Regions from separate parts of the Bicyclus anynana genome. Here region 1 is linked to region 2. A link is a contact called in public Hi-C data. All regions are on one chromosome and are shown on one strand. The core of a region is the stretch at or near the end of the contact, and the rest is flanking DNA. Distances in the headings are between cores, read along the strand shown. Region 1 overlaps LOC112042920 (protein dead ringer). Region 2 holds the start of LOC112042920 (protein dead ringer).

Evidence for each region. A called contact is a pair of places that touch in the nucleus more often than the background predicts.
Region 1: a Hi-C map of whole larva shows a contact between it and region 2, with 5 times the contacts expected there. The contact joins the enhancer-like site here to the promoter of LOC112042920 in region 2. A contact is called at or near these places in 2 of 2 Hi-C or Micro-C datasets (whole body and whole larva).

Annotation. Positions count from the first base shown.
Region 1 is chr20:5,247,334-5,254,202 of ilBicAnyn1.1, forward strand. All of the region lies in intron 4 of LOC112042920 (protein dead ringer), which reads left to right. Among protein-coding and RNA genes, the nearest start is that of LOC128198030, 26 kb to the right of the region's middle. Within about 2 kb of position 2,523, at least 8 of the 8 cell types and tissues checked have open chromatin away from gene starts, as enhancers often do.
Region 2 is chr20:5,079,647-5,086,042 of ilBicAnyn1.1, forward strand. It overlaps LOC112042920 (protein dead ringer), which reads left to right and starts at 2,041. Exons shown (of 10, transcript XM_052887712.1): 1 at 2,041-2,299. The coding sequence starts at 2,252.

The sequences.
Region 1 (6,869 bases), core at 1,273-3,772, 170 kb after region 2:
CTCGCACCGTATCTCTCGGAATTTGTACTACAAGCAATAAATACGTATTGAGTTATGGTGGCTCCGCAAGATTGCTGCATACAATCTCTTCTCCGGCATTTAACACTGTACCCACACGTAACTCTTATCCTGCTATTATAAATTATATTTATTTTTATTCATTACCTACCATTTATTAATATTAATTAACGAACAAGATATGAAGCTCTATTTTCTGTATCTGTATCCTAACTTATGTGTTTTGTATGTTACTTCATTCGTCATGCCAATTGAATTTTTCTACAATTATTCCCCCATTAGAAATATCTATTTTTTAGTTAACGATAAGAGATAAGTGTCTGGTATTCAGTCTAATCATTAAGTTTTATTATTTTCTATTCTATTGTTAACAGGCATGACTATTTTGTCCAACATTAGCTAATGACTCTACCAAATAGTTATTCATTGAAACGAGTGATGTATAAATAGAAACTGAAGTCCTCAAAAACTATTTAGTAAACTTCTTCCAGTAATCTAAACAAGACTATTAGTATGAAGGTGGTATAATCGACGCTTAAAGTGTGGAAATTAACACTAGTGTGATCGTATTTCTAAATTAAAACTTCACTTCGGGCTCGCAATAAATTCTTCCGCTCATAAACTCGTAACGACTGTCTAAACAGGGGCTAGCTGTCATGTACAACGTTAATATACGAATATGAAATAAAATCAACCACAACCAATAGAAACAGGCTAATAATTTCAAGTTTTTCATAGTAGACCAGCAATTAATTGTTTTAAATTATAGATACAACATTTATATAATCCGTCCATCCATTTCCATCTTTTTATATTATGATTGAGAATTCTTATTTAATTTTTACTACGTGCACAAATTGATCGGATTTTATAAAGTTTATTACAAATATTTTTTTGGTTTTATTAAACAAATTTCCGCTTTAACATCACGCGTCTAGTTAATCGTGGTGTATATTTTGATTGATGTTGTTATGATTGTCACATTAAAACTAATTTATATCTTGAATCGTAAACATTTTATTGCCACATCGGTATTAGTAAGTACCCTGCGATTTGCATTTCCAACATGTGCGAGTGTCTATTTATATACCGTGGTATTATTTTTATTGTCATCACCTCACCATGTCGGAACCACATTAACACCATTCAGTGGGTACATGCTTTTATATTCATTTAAGTCTATTCTGGATGATGATTTTATTGCAATTACAATATATTATTCAACATAAATTTTTAATATAACAATCGCAGAATAAATATACCTAGACCTTATAATAAATTAATTAAAACTAAGAATTACACAGTATATTAAATTTAAATTTATAATAAATAAAATAATTATAACAAATACACACCATCTAATTGTTCACCCAGAGGCAAGGTACCCAATACACTAGCGCTATTACCCCTCTGGATAGCAAGGCTTAACCTTTGGGCCAAATAAGCGCCAGCTCTTGGGTCACCTGAAGCATGGACCAATTTGTCAGACATAGCATTAAAAAATTTTTTAGTCTATTTTATAGTCTATTCTTAGATTGTTTCAGAATTGTTAATCTAACATTAACAAAGCGTGAAGAGTTTGTTTTCGATGTTCCAAGTATTGCAAACGTGTTTGTAAAGAGCCGTAGCTGGAGCGTTACCAACATAGGCGAGTAATTGAGATTGATCGAGTCGTGAATCGAGTGGGGCGGTGCAATCAAAAGCGTATCAGACCAATGAGGGGCCGGCGCCGGCTCTCCGTGGCCTCTCATTGGCCGATCGCAGGGTTGAGGCATAAAGGGCCTTGATACAGCTCTCGATAAGCGGTAGGCGTCAAATGTCGATTCGATCGATTATCGCCCGCGTCGTCTGCAGCGAACAGAATCTGATAGGCCGATTGTCTTCTACGTACAATAAGCGCATAATACACAAACTTATTCATGACAATATCGAATCTAATTCATTTCTGAAGCTTATTTTAGATATTATAGTACACGCTGAGGGTAATAAAGCCATCGTATTTCTAATCCGGCTGTAAATTTCGTCCGCTCTTACATTTGGAGGAGATTAGGGAGCAAATCATTCGTTATTTACAATCCTTTATCAACACCCGGGGGCGTCAGACTCTGCGATTTACGAGACTCGCGAGTTTTGCGCACAAAAGGGCTGAGCCTTTCTAAGCGACATCGAGTGCCAATAAATATCGCGCGAGGTGCGAATAATCGATACAACGCAACACTGTAACTATTGCGGTATGGGGAAAAGAGTTCATTCTATTCCAACGGTCATAAAATGCGAACATAAAGTGAAATTCATAATACATATTTAGTGTAAGGTTTCGTAGGAAAAGCAATAATTTGTCACAATTGGGCACGATTAGATTGGCTCTGTCGGCGATTGGACATACGTCGTAAATTACGGTTTAACCGGCCGAGTTGTGGAGATCGCTGGGTGGTGCGTTTGTCGTTTTGCGTGCGGTTTCGTTTGCCATGGTCGGGTTATGCAAATAGCGTTTGCACGGTGCTGGCCGCACGCGCATCGAATCGCGCGTTTTCCGCCGACGGGGGAGTGGGGGGGTTGAGGCGGTTAGTGGAAATCGTTATTGGGGTGATTGCTTTCATAAACAATAGCTTTTGTCCACGGTTCCTTGTAACACTTGTTATTTAGACGGACCGCTAGGTGCGTGTGATAACATGTTGCACGTATGTTGGTACTTAGATGCTGTGTTAGACCGTGCTTTATCTATCTCACTGTACAATATGGTGTTATTAAAGATTTGTTGACGTAATTTTGATTAATAAGAATAAGGAGAATTGTTTAATGCATATTCTACTCGCTCTTTTTAACATTTGTTAAACTGGTTTCTTGCATCTGTTTTTTATTTACGTATCATTTACATTACTTTACGTTACGTTTATATTACGTATTTTGGCTGGTGAATTGACTTCGGCCTTGGCTAGTTACCACCCTACCGGCCATCTACCATCAAACGATTTAGCGTTCCGGTATGATGTCGTGTAGAAACCGAAAGGGCTGTAGATTTTCATTCTAGAACTCTTTACAAGTTAGCCTGCTTCCATCTTAGATTGCATCATCACCTACCATCAGGTGAGATTGTAGTCAAAGGCTAACTTGTAAAGAATTAAAAAAAACGTACAATGGATGCTTGCGACTCCAATCTTAATTTCTATTTCTCATAAATCGCACAGAAACCTTGGATTCTTTGGAGATTAAAAGCAGCCAATGTTGCTCACTATCAAAACTCATCATAATCGGTTCAGCGATTTAGAGACCTTTATTATGTAAAGGTAACAGACAGAAAGACAACAAAGTAGAGTTTAGGTTAGTAGTTTTACCATCCTGGCTACCAGCAAGAAATTACAGGTAAAATAGATAGGTACCTAGTAATAGTTTCCCGGTAGTCTTACCAGGAAAGTTGACTTAGTTGCCCTATGAATTTCACGTTTACAGTACAGACAGACAGGTAAGTGTATTTCTTATAAGTCTTGCGTTTGTATATATACGTACCTAAGGATATGTCTTCAAATCATTTCTTAACTAGGTATTTTTTTAAGTTTGTTTTGAACAATATCTAAGTCTTAAACTTAACAAGGTGAATAATTTTTCTTTTTATTAACAGTGTAAGGTAATTAATTTTACTTCTTACAGCTTGAATATAAAGAACAAAATACCTATTAATAACACGATGAATTGATACACCCTGAAAAGAACTCAAGTTATGTTAAATATAGTTATGTATTACCTTGTAGGGCGACGATATTTGAACTTGGGTGTAAGTTGGACACACAAAATATCTTGAAAACTATTAAGGTACACTAACATGAAATCCTGGGCTCCGTGGCGCAGTGGTAAGCGCGGTGGATTTACAAGACGGAGGTCCTGGGTTCGATACACAACTGGGCCGATTGGGGTTTTCTTAATTGATCCAGGTCTGGCCGGTGAGAGGCTTCGGCCGTGGCTAGTTACCACCCTACCGACAAAGACGTGCCGCCAAGCGATGTAGCGTTCCGGTACGATGTCGTGTAGAAACCGAAAGGGGTGTTTTCATCCTCCTCCTAACAAGTTAACTCGCTTCCATCTTAGATTGCATCATCACTTACCATCAGGTGATATTGTAGTCAAGGGTTAACTTGTAAAGAATAAAAAAAAGCTCGCGAAAACAAATACAAACACAATATATTTTTGCATTAAGACATGGAATTGAAAAACTCCTTTGACAATTGCTCAACCAGCCCCATTCTACCCTACTGTAATTACATAGTATAATTTAGTGAATAGATAAACAAAAAAAAAAAGAAAAACAACAAAAATTGAAAACCAACACCATACTCCATTAAACAAACACGAACCCAACAACAAATTGACTTCCACTTTATTTGCTCCAATTTGAAAGCATCACGTTGTACTTAGACATAAGCACAGCAATTAATCTCTTAAACGGGTGACGTTTGGAAACCCATCACCCCCTTCCTCCCCCACCTCCCCTGCCACCCCTGGATAACCGGGGAATGATTAACTGCAGACAGGAAGACGGATTGACAAATAGTCCGTCGGTATTTGCTAATGTTTCGCGTTCATCAATAAACGATCGTCGAGGTCACGCTTTTTATTGCAAGCGTGAATTGTGTTTTATTTTTCGCTCGTCGCTATTTCGGGCTTTTGTCTTTTGGACGATGTAATCGTAATTATAGACGCTGTAAATAAATAAAACGTCGTGTGACATACGTGCTTTTATAATTACAGCCTCTGCTTCCTTACTTATAGCTCTCGTCTTTGGCTCGAGCTGCAATATCACCTTGGCTGTAATTTTCAACATTATCACACTCATACCATAATGTACCTACTATTGTTTTTATTTATTACAATTTAATTTGTTTTCGTTGTAAACTTTTTCTGTTTGATCATATTTAATGTTGTCTTTTTATTGCAAAGTGTTTGGATTGTGTTTTGTTTTCGCTCGTCGCTATTCCGGGCTTTAGTCTTTTAGACGATGGACTGATCGTGATTATGTTTGTTTTTATTTATTATAATTTAATTTGTTTTCGTTGTAAACTTTTTCTGCTTGATCATATTTAATATTGACTTTTTATTGCATGCATGTTTTAGCTCGTTTGAAGCTATTTCGGGCTTTAAAATTTTGGCAATTGAGGTGATATAGGTACAGAATGTTCCGTAATTAATGGATAATACGCAAATGGTAGATACACCACTTAATTATGTAAAACTAATTTGAATAGCTTTCCAAAAATCCTGAGGGTGACCAAGTTATATTTTTTTTTCGGATTTTTCAAACTTTTCTTTCTTGAATCAGTTTTTTCTATGCTGTAGCTGTTATAATTAAGATTTTTAAAATTTGATTTTTGTTAAACATTGCAGATTAAATTACCTATGTAATAAACTACTTTTGTAAATAATGTTTTATTTGTTTTGTAGAAGAAGCTTTGAATGCAATATTTTTTTTCTTTCATTAAGATGACTCGATTTAAAAAAAAATGTCCTGTAAAAAAAAAATATGGTGCTGAAGTGTACTATTATTTTAAAAACTTGTACAGAGGTTTATAAATTGCTGAGAGGTTTATAAAGTGCTGAATTTTCAATATAAGATTTTTTTTAAAGTGTGCTCATTCCAGCTTTTACCTTTAAAAATGTTTTATAGATAGATATTCTTTATTTGCACACCATAAAGACAAGTGAAATAAAACCATAATAAGAAGAGATCAGCATACAAAAGGCGGCCTTATCGCTAAGTATAGCGATTTCTTCCAGATTATTATAATATCTGCCTACTTGCCTAAGTTTACTAATGCAGTCGTTTGTTACTTGTTACGTTTTATTATTATTATTGGATACAAAACAAGAAAGTTACAAGTATTTGTATGTTTTCTCATCAATAGGAACGGAATGCGTTAACTATGCGTTACCCGTACATATTACGCAACGCGCCCCGAGATGTGTTGTCTATTCTTCAACACGTCATTACTGCGTTAACCGCCGAATCATTGTAAATCAACTATGGAACAGACTGCGACAGCCAGACATACCTACATCATCGTATGAAAAACTTTCAGCCTATACCTACTCACTATATAAGCTAAAAGTCAGGGAAGCACGGTTGCCAATTTTTTTTTATTCTTACCTAATGGTAAGTGATGATGCAATCTAAGATGGAAGCAGGCTAACTTGTAAGGAGTAAGATGACAATCCACACCCCTTTTCGGTTTCTACATGACATCGTACCGGAACGCTAAATCGCTTGGAGTTTGTGCTGTGGTTTGGAAGGTTTTATGGATCCAGACCCTTAATTGTCCAAGTATAAAGCGTATTATTTTATATATTCATCTGAATAATATGAGGAAACATATCCACAGTTGCCAGTCACTTAGCCTCCAAACTAGGCTTCGATAATGAAACTTTAAGTGTCTAGCGAATATTGTTATGAAGCTAAGGGTCTGGTGGAGTCATAATTCCTTATGATCCGTATCGTTCACTTTAGAGATACCAGAATGAACCCTAAGAAGGATCCTGCATTGGAGATAAAATTTTCCATTTTGTACTCATGATAAACACATACATAATATGAATAACGTGTTTCATACTTGCTTATCTTGAAATCTTTGATACCAAAGCCCCCACTTAGTCCACCACGGTCCAAACTCCATAATTGGCCACCGTTACATTACCTATGGAAGGTGCATAATGGGTTGAAAAATCTCAGCCCTAAAAATTGAAGTATGTCTGGCTATCGCAGCTCGTTCTACGCAAACAATCGCGTATTTTCCGCGCTCTATACTAGCTGGCTGAACTAAATCCGTACCACAAAATATAGGATTAGTGCTGTCCGTACGTAACGC
Region 2 (6,396 bases), core at 791-3,290:
AAAGGCTAGTCACTTGACCAATCAGCGATGGTTATACCTACACCTGGGTTGTGTGCGCTTTCCGGCGCAGGGTCGCCATTCCAACACCTTGGGACCAACAATGACCACCAGCTCTTCGGACTATGTATCCTATCCATTGCCACTTCAGCTTCGCGACTCACTGAGCTATGTCAGTCAGTCAGACTTTGGTTCTTCTGCGGGTCTTTTCATTTCTGATTCGATCACGCAGTGACACTCTAAGCATAACTCGCTCCATCGCCCGCTGAGTGACTTTGAGCCTTTTTTATGAGGAAGGAATACAGTAAGCGAAGTCTCGGATCCGTAAGTCATCAATGTACCTATAAACACCTATGGAAAATTCCTTATCCAATCCAAGTGTGTACCTAATGAGTCCTCACTCCTCATGGTAAACCCTACCGGTAAAGATGACCCGCCAAGCGATTTAGCATTACAATGCCACAAAGAAACCTTTCAGAGTTATGGATAGAATAAACTTGTAAGTAAGTACCTACCTCTTTAAAGTTAGCTCACTACCATCTTAGACTTTTATTATCTTATCACGTCGCCTATTTTAAAGTTTAATATAATACCTAGATACGGATACAAATTTTATAATATACAGACCTACCTACTACTACTAATCTAATGAAAATTTATTAATGAATGCATAACATTACATCATCACGCAGAAATACTCCTAGCATAGCTCGTTCCATCACCCGCTGTGTGACTCTGAGCTTTCTTAGGAGGCCCATAGTTAGCGACCAAGTCTCGGAACCATAGGTCATCACTGGCAACACGCACTGTTCAAAGACTTATGTCGTCAAGCACTAAGGAATTTCGGAGAAGAACTAAATTCACCGACATAGCTCAACGTGTCGCGAAGCTGAAGTGGCAATGGGCGGGGCACATAGTTAGAAGAGCCGATGGCCGTTGGGGTCCCAATGCTGGAATGGCGACCCCGCACCAGAAAGCGCAGAGTTGGTCGACCCCCCACCAGGTGGACTGACGACATCAAGCGAGTCGCAGGTATTCGCTAGAGGCGGCTCAGTATCGTGATGTTTGGAAGTCCCTACAAAAGGCCTGTGTGTCCTGCAATGGACGTCCATCGGCTGACATGACTATGATGATAATGATATCATCATCATCATTAATAAAATATCAATCATCAATCATATTCAATGAAATTACACCTACCTCCATGAAGTTATATAGTCCGAAATATGCTGATAATAATTTGACATGGCCGATACTTACCAGTTTCACCGTTCAAAACTACTCGTATCGAGGTAGGCAGGTAGGTACACTTAAGCACAGAATACCTATACCTACATAGTCGTAATAACAAGATTTAGGAGGATTTTTAATAGTGTTTTGTATTATATTTTGTATTGTTTAATTGTTAAAAATTAAAAAAAGGACAAATTAATAAATAATAGAAAAAAGACATAAGGCTATTATATAAGGTACCTATCTACCTACTAAAAAAAATTACACAACTAAGTAAGTAAGTACTTAGGTATTTCAATTGATCTACGTGTCTACGTATCTACCTATTGGTGGTAGGCGCGTGTCAACCTGCTTTTTGTCGTGCGTAGGTATTTAATTAATACGCAAGTTTGTGCGATATTTTATGAATGCAATATACCTACAGCTACGACTAACATGAAATTGACTTAATTATTAAAAGTAACAATTTAAATAGATACCTATTATCTAAACAGGTACGAAGGACGGTAACTACTATTCTTAATTACTTGTTTATTAACATAACATTGTTTGCGAATTGCGACATTCGCTTTTGAATTTCCGCATAACCTCGTTATCATAAACAAACGAAGGCGAGCGCGAACTATCGGCTCCCGCTATCAATCGCGAATCGATGCCGCGCGAATCATTTGTTTTAATAGCGCGAATAAAAACAATATAAAGGTAGCGGGCGGAGCGTATAACAGAAATATCAGTTTGATATCGCGCGGTTTGATTCGCCGTGACGCGGGACGCCTTGGGGCGGGGCCTCCGCAGAGAGGGGGCGCCGGGCGAACGGCATACCATTCCGTGCGAGCTACGGCGACGCTCGCATCGTACCGGAGTACCGGAGTACCGTACCGTAGCGTACCGCGCGACCGCATTGCATGTACCGTGCGCGTGTGAGCGTGTGACACGTCCCGGTGTGGCGTGTTGTTGTTCCCGTGTTCCTAAAACCGCCAAGATTCGCGTGAAGAACCGCGAACCGGTGCCGGCGTATGCCATGGCCGACGCCGACCGTGATTCGGACCTTGGAGACGACAGCCCCGTGGTAAGTGCGAACGTCAACAGCGTGTTGTTTTTGTGTTGTTGTTGTCACATACGACAATGTTGTTGGCCACTGATGGTCTGTCAACAGTGCAGTTGTATTTCAGACCTTAGGAACATTGGTCACTCAATTCTTATTACATTTTATGGTGGCCAATTTAACAGTTCCATTTAAATTACTAAATACCGTCAAAGTAGATAATTATTTTAACAGGTAACATTTTGAATTAGGTAAGTTTGATAATTTATTTTGTAATGCTAAGGACCCAATTAGGGTTGTCAAAACTTATGCGTTTAAAGTTTTTAACTTTGCCTAATCTACCGCATTTTAATGCGCCTGTTACTTAAGTACCTACTTGCAAATATTTTTTACTTGACAAAATATAAGAATATCCATAAGAATGATTTTATTTATTAGTCTAAGTAATTGAATTATCAAAACATTTTGAGTGCACATATAATGTGGCCCATTTTGTCACACGCTGTTGGAATTTATCGCTTTTTTTTCAACGCCTACCTACATTTTCTTATAATAGTATTGATATGCAAGTAGCAACTATAGAAATCATGTGTTTAAAAAGGTAACATATCTTTTGCTCTAAGAAAAACAATGTTCGAAAATTTGCCATAGCAACGTATGCAAGCCGTCGCAACAACATTGCAATATGAAGCTAATTATCTACCAAACGGCTGTCATACATAAAAAATAGATTTTAAGGGACTGTAAATGTCTGTTTTGTTGGGTCTATATAAAAAAACCATGAAAATATTTATGAAAACGTATAGGGTAGGTAAAGGTAAATAAGTGTCTACTTATGCCTACTTATTAATCAACTACAGAAGTGACAGATCTGCAATCTAGATGTACCTACCTACCTAACCTACCAAGGTAGATTGGAACTAGTCATATCAGCCCATTCATAATTTTGGAAGATAAACAAAAAGCATTTCGCGTAGGCAATATAAATTTGAAGAATTCCTTATCTGATTATACCTGTGATGATAAAACTTGCCCCAAACTATGACCGTTATCAAAAAGCTATTGTTGTTAGAAATAATCTCACTAGCCTACCTATTTACCTGTATTGACGTATCTACCTACTCTAGCTAAAAATGACCAATACAAATGTGACTAGCAAACGCTCGCGGTTTCACTCGATCCCGCAGGAATTCGGGGATCAAGAAAATATTATCTATTAGAATGAAGATGTAACTTTTTTGGTTTGGTGAAAGAATGATTAAAATCGATTCGAGTATTTTCGAGTTTACTTAATTGTAACAAACCAAAAAATCTAATTTTACGTACTCTTTAAATTGTTTTAGAAGCTGTCTAATTTTGAGTAGCGTTACTTTATCTATGAAGTTAAGCAAATAAGTTTTAGAAGTTTTCTATGTATAATTAGGTATCTACCTAGCTACCTGTACCTCCAGATGGGTCGATTTATGAGCGCTAAATGGAGTTCCATATCGCGTAAAAAGAAGAAAAACACCTTTTTTTGAAAGACAAGAATGTGTTTGTTTTTACAGACAAGAATTAAAATAAATACCTATCAACATTTTTATTTATTGGTATTCTATGTACACTCAGTTTCTATATATGTCTTTACTAGTAGATTGAGGTATGTAGGTATGTAAAATGTTGGTTTGGTCATGTGTTAAAGAAAAAAATTATTTATTAAATTAATGATTAAGGTATGTCACGGAATATTTAAGTTGATAAATGATAGAAAATCACAAATTTATTAATGACGACCTATTTTTGTAAAGAGGACAAAAAAAAATTTACTGCAAGTTTGCACATGTGCTGCCAGCGTCGGCGGCTTTCAGCAAAATGGCGTCGATGCGCTTATTAATAACAAATTCGTAGACGGGATTTTATTACCGATGGGTCCTTTCTAGGGTTGCCACCTAATTATTTTAAATAGGTATGGTATGGGTAGAATAAACTTATGCATCTTTCAAGTAAGCCCACTTCCATGTTAGACTGCACTGTCACTTAACTTCAGGTGAGAACTGATCGCAGTCTAGGGCTAACTTATCATCGATAATAAAAGAAAAAAAAAGCAAAAATATTACCTAGCAAGATATTAACAAAACATATTTAAACTAAAATAAAAATCTAAGTATTTTATACATTTTTTGAAAACCAGAATCCCTTATAATTATTATCTGACGCGGTGGTGGCTTCATTGCTTAAACTGTTGCGAAGGAAATATACAAATAGTACCTATGCTGTTGGGTATACCTACCTGAACAGTTAAGAGTCTAAGAATCATATTAATATGTGGTCTGAGACTTTTGAAACTTACTATTTCCGAAGCCACTATGGTCCAAAGACCATACTTGCCCACCGTACTTACTTGGTACGAGCATGGACTGCCAACTTTCAGCATTTCATTAGATCGCCCTTGGCAGAGATCGCTTATTAGCGATAAGGCCGCCTATTCTGCATTTATTAAATTTTTGTAAATGGTTTGTAGGACACCTTGCTCTGTTTTGGTGTGCATTAAAGTGTATTTCATTCCAAACCTGCTACATTTTCAAAATTTATAATGAATCAGATCTTAGCCTGACTCTTATACTATTAGAGTGACAACCCTAGCCGTTTCCCATCTGTGTCGGCTTAGGATCCCGGTATTGTTTATTTGCCGGAAACATTTCTTTATTTGTGTATGAATATTAGGCACGTAAAAATATTAGTTTTTATAACATTTATGCGGGTAACTTTTGCTCATTGCTACGTAGCCATTTGTTCCAGACAACCTTAGGTTTGGAAAATGTGTATTATATAAAAATGTATACTAAAAAAATATACATAAACATATAACAAATATTCTATAATTTAAAATACCTAAGATCTATTTATATAAATCACAAAGGGCTTCCTATCGAGTAGCTCGTACAGACTTATTATTGCCTTAATCCAAACAAGTAGGGATTGAGAATATAATTAAATACATTTTGTACTCAGACTTATAAAGTTAACTGGCTTCTTGATCTCATTAACGATTTCTAGACGACTTCAATACAATAAATGCTTACTTAGTTATACAACTATAAGTACCTACGTTACTGGATGACCACTACCTACTTCGATTGCGCAGTTTTATTAGAATAGACACAGATTAAAGAATAATAAGCAGATAGAGCGCAAGGAACACGGCAGTGATGCAGCCATTCCAAATATAAATTCAAAAACTAATACATTCTCGACACAAAGAGTCGCATCAGTAATTTTCAAGAAAATGGCGTCTTATGTTTAAATTAAATATTTTAAAAACTGTACACAAAAACTAAAAAAACAAGATTGAGTATTTTTTTTAGGTAATTCTAGTTACTGATTATTAGTCTAATAAGATATCAATTTACGTAATTGTTGTTAGTGTTAGTAGTTTAAAAAAAGTTTGTATATTATGCGAATGCCAAGGAGACGAGTGACGTTTGTTTTTTTTTATGGGTTTCATCGGCGTCGCTGCTTGGATTGACTCATTTTGTATTATTCTTTATTCTGTAAGAATAGAATATAAAATACTTTATTTGGTAGCACAACACATTGAAGACTTAAAACGAATGTATGTACTTAAAACTATTTTATTTAGCGCTGCAGACTTATTGGATTGTGAGTGGGCTAGCATTATGTAAAAATATTATATGTAATGAGTTAATGATATTGTTTTTTTTTTTCAATAAGCACTATGTGTTTTACTTGAAGATGCTTGGCAATAAGATAAAACAGACAGCACTAACCACTTGTTATAGAATTTAAATATCAATTTAGAAGGAATTCATTTCTATTCAATTTGTAATACAAGTATCGTAAAACGGACAATCAAGTGTGATTAGGCATAGACTTTCAAGTACTTACCAAACACTTAGCTGTGAAAATAGCAATGTAACGTCATATTCTCGAAATAAATTTTAAATTTTAATGATCTAACGGAAGTGAATGTGACGACTTCATTATTGCTTTACCTGTACAAGACATCGTTAGATGGCTATTTCAGTCTAGACTCTATGGACTCAGACTGCCAACTTATAAATTTAAGTTATTTATACCCAAGCTTAATTTAATTATGTTTTAGGAATCACCTAAATGAGAGT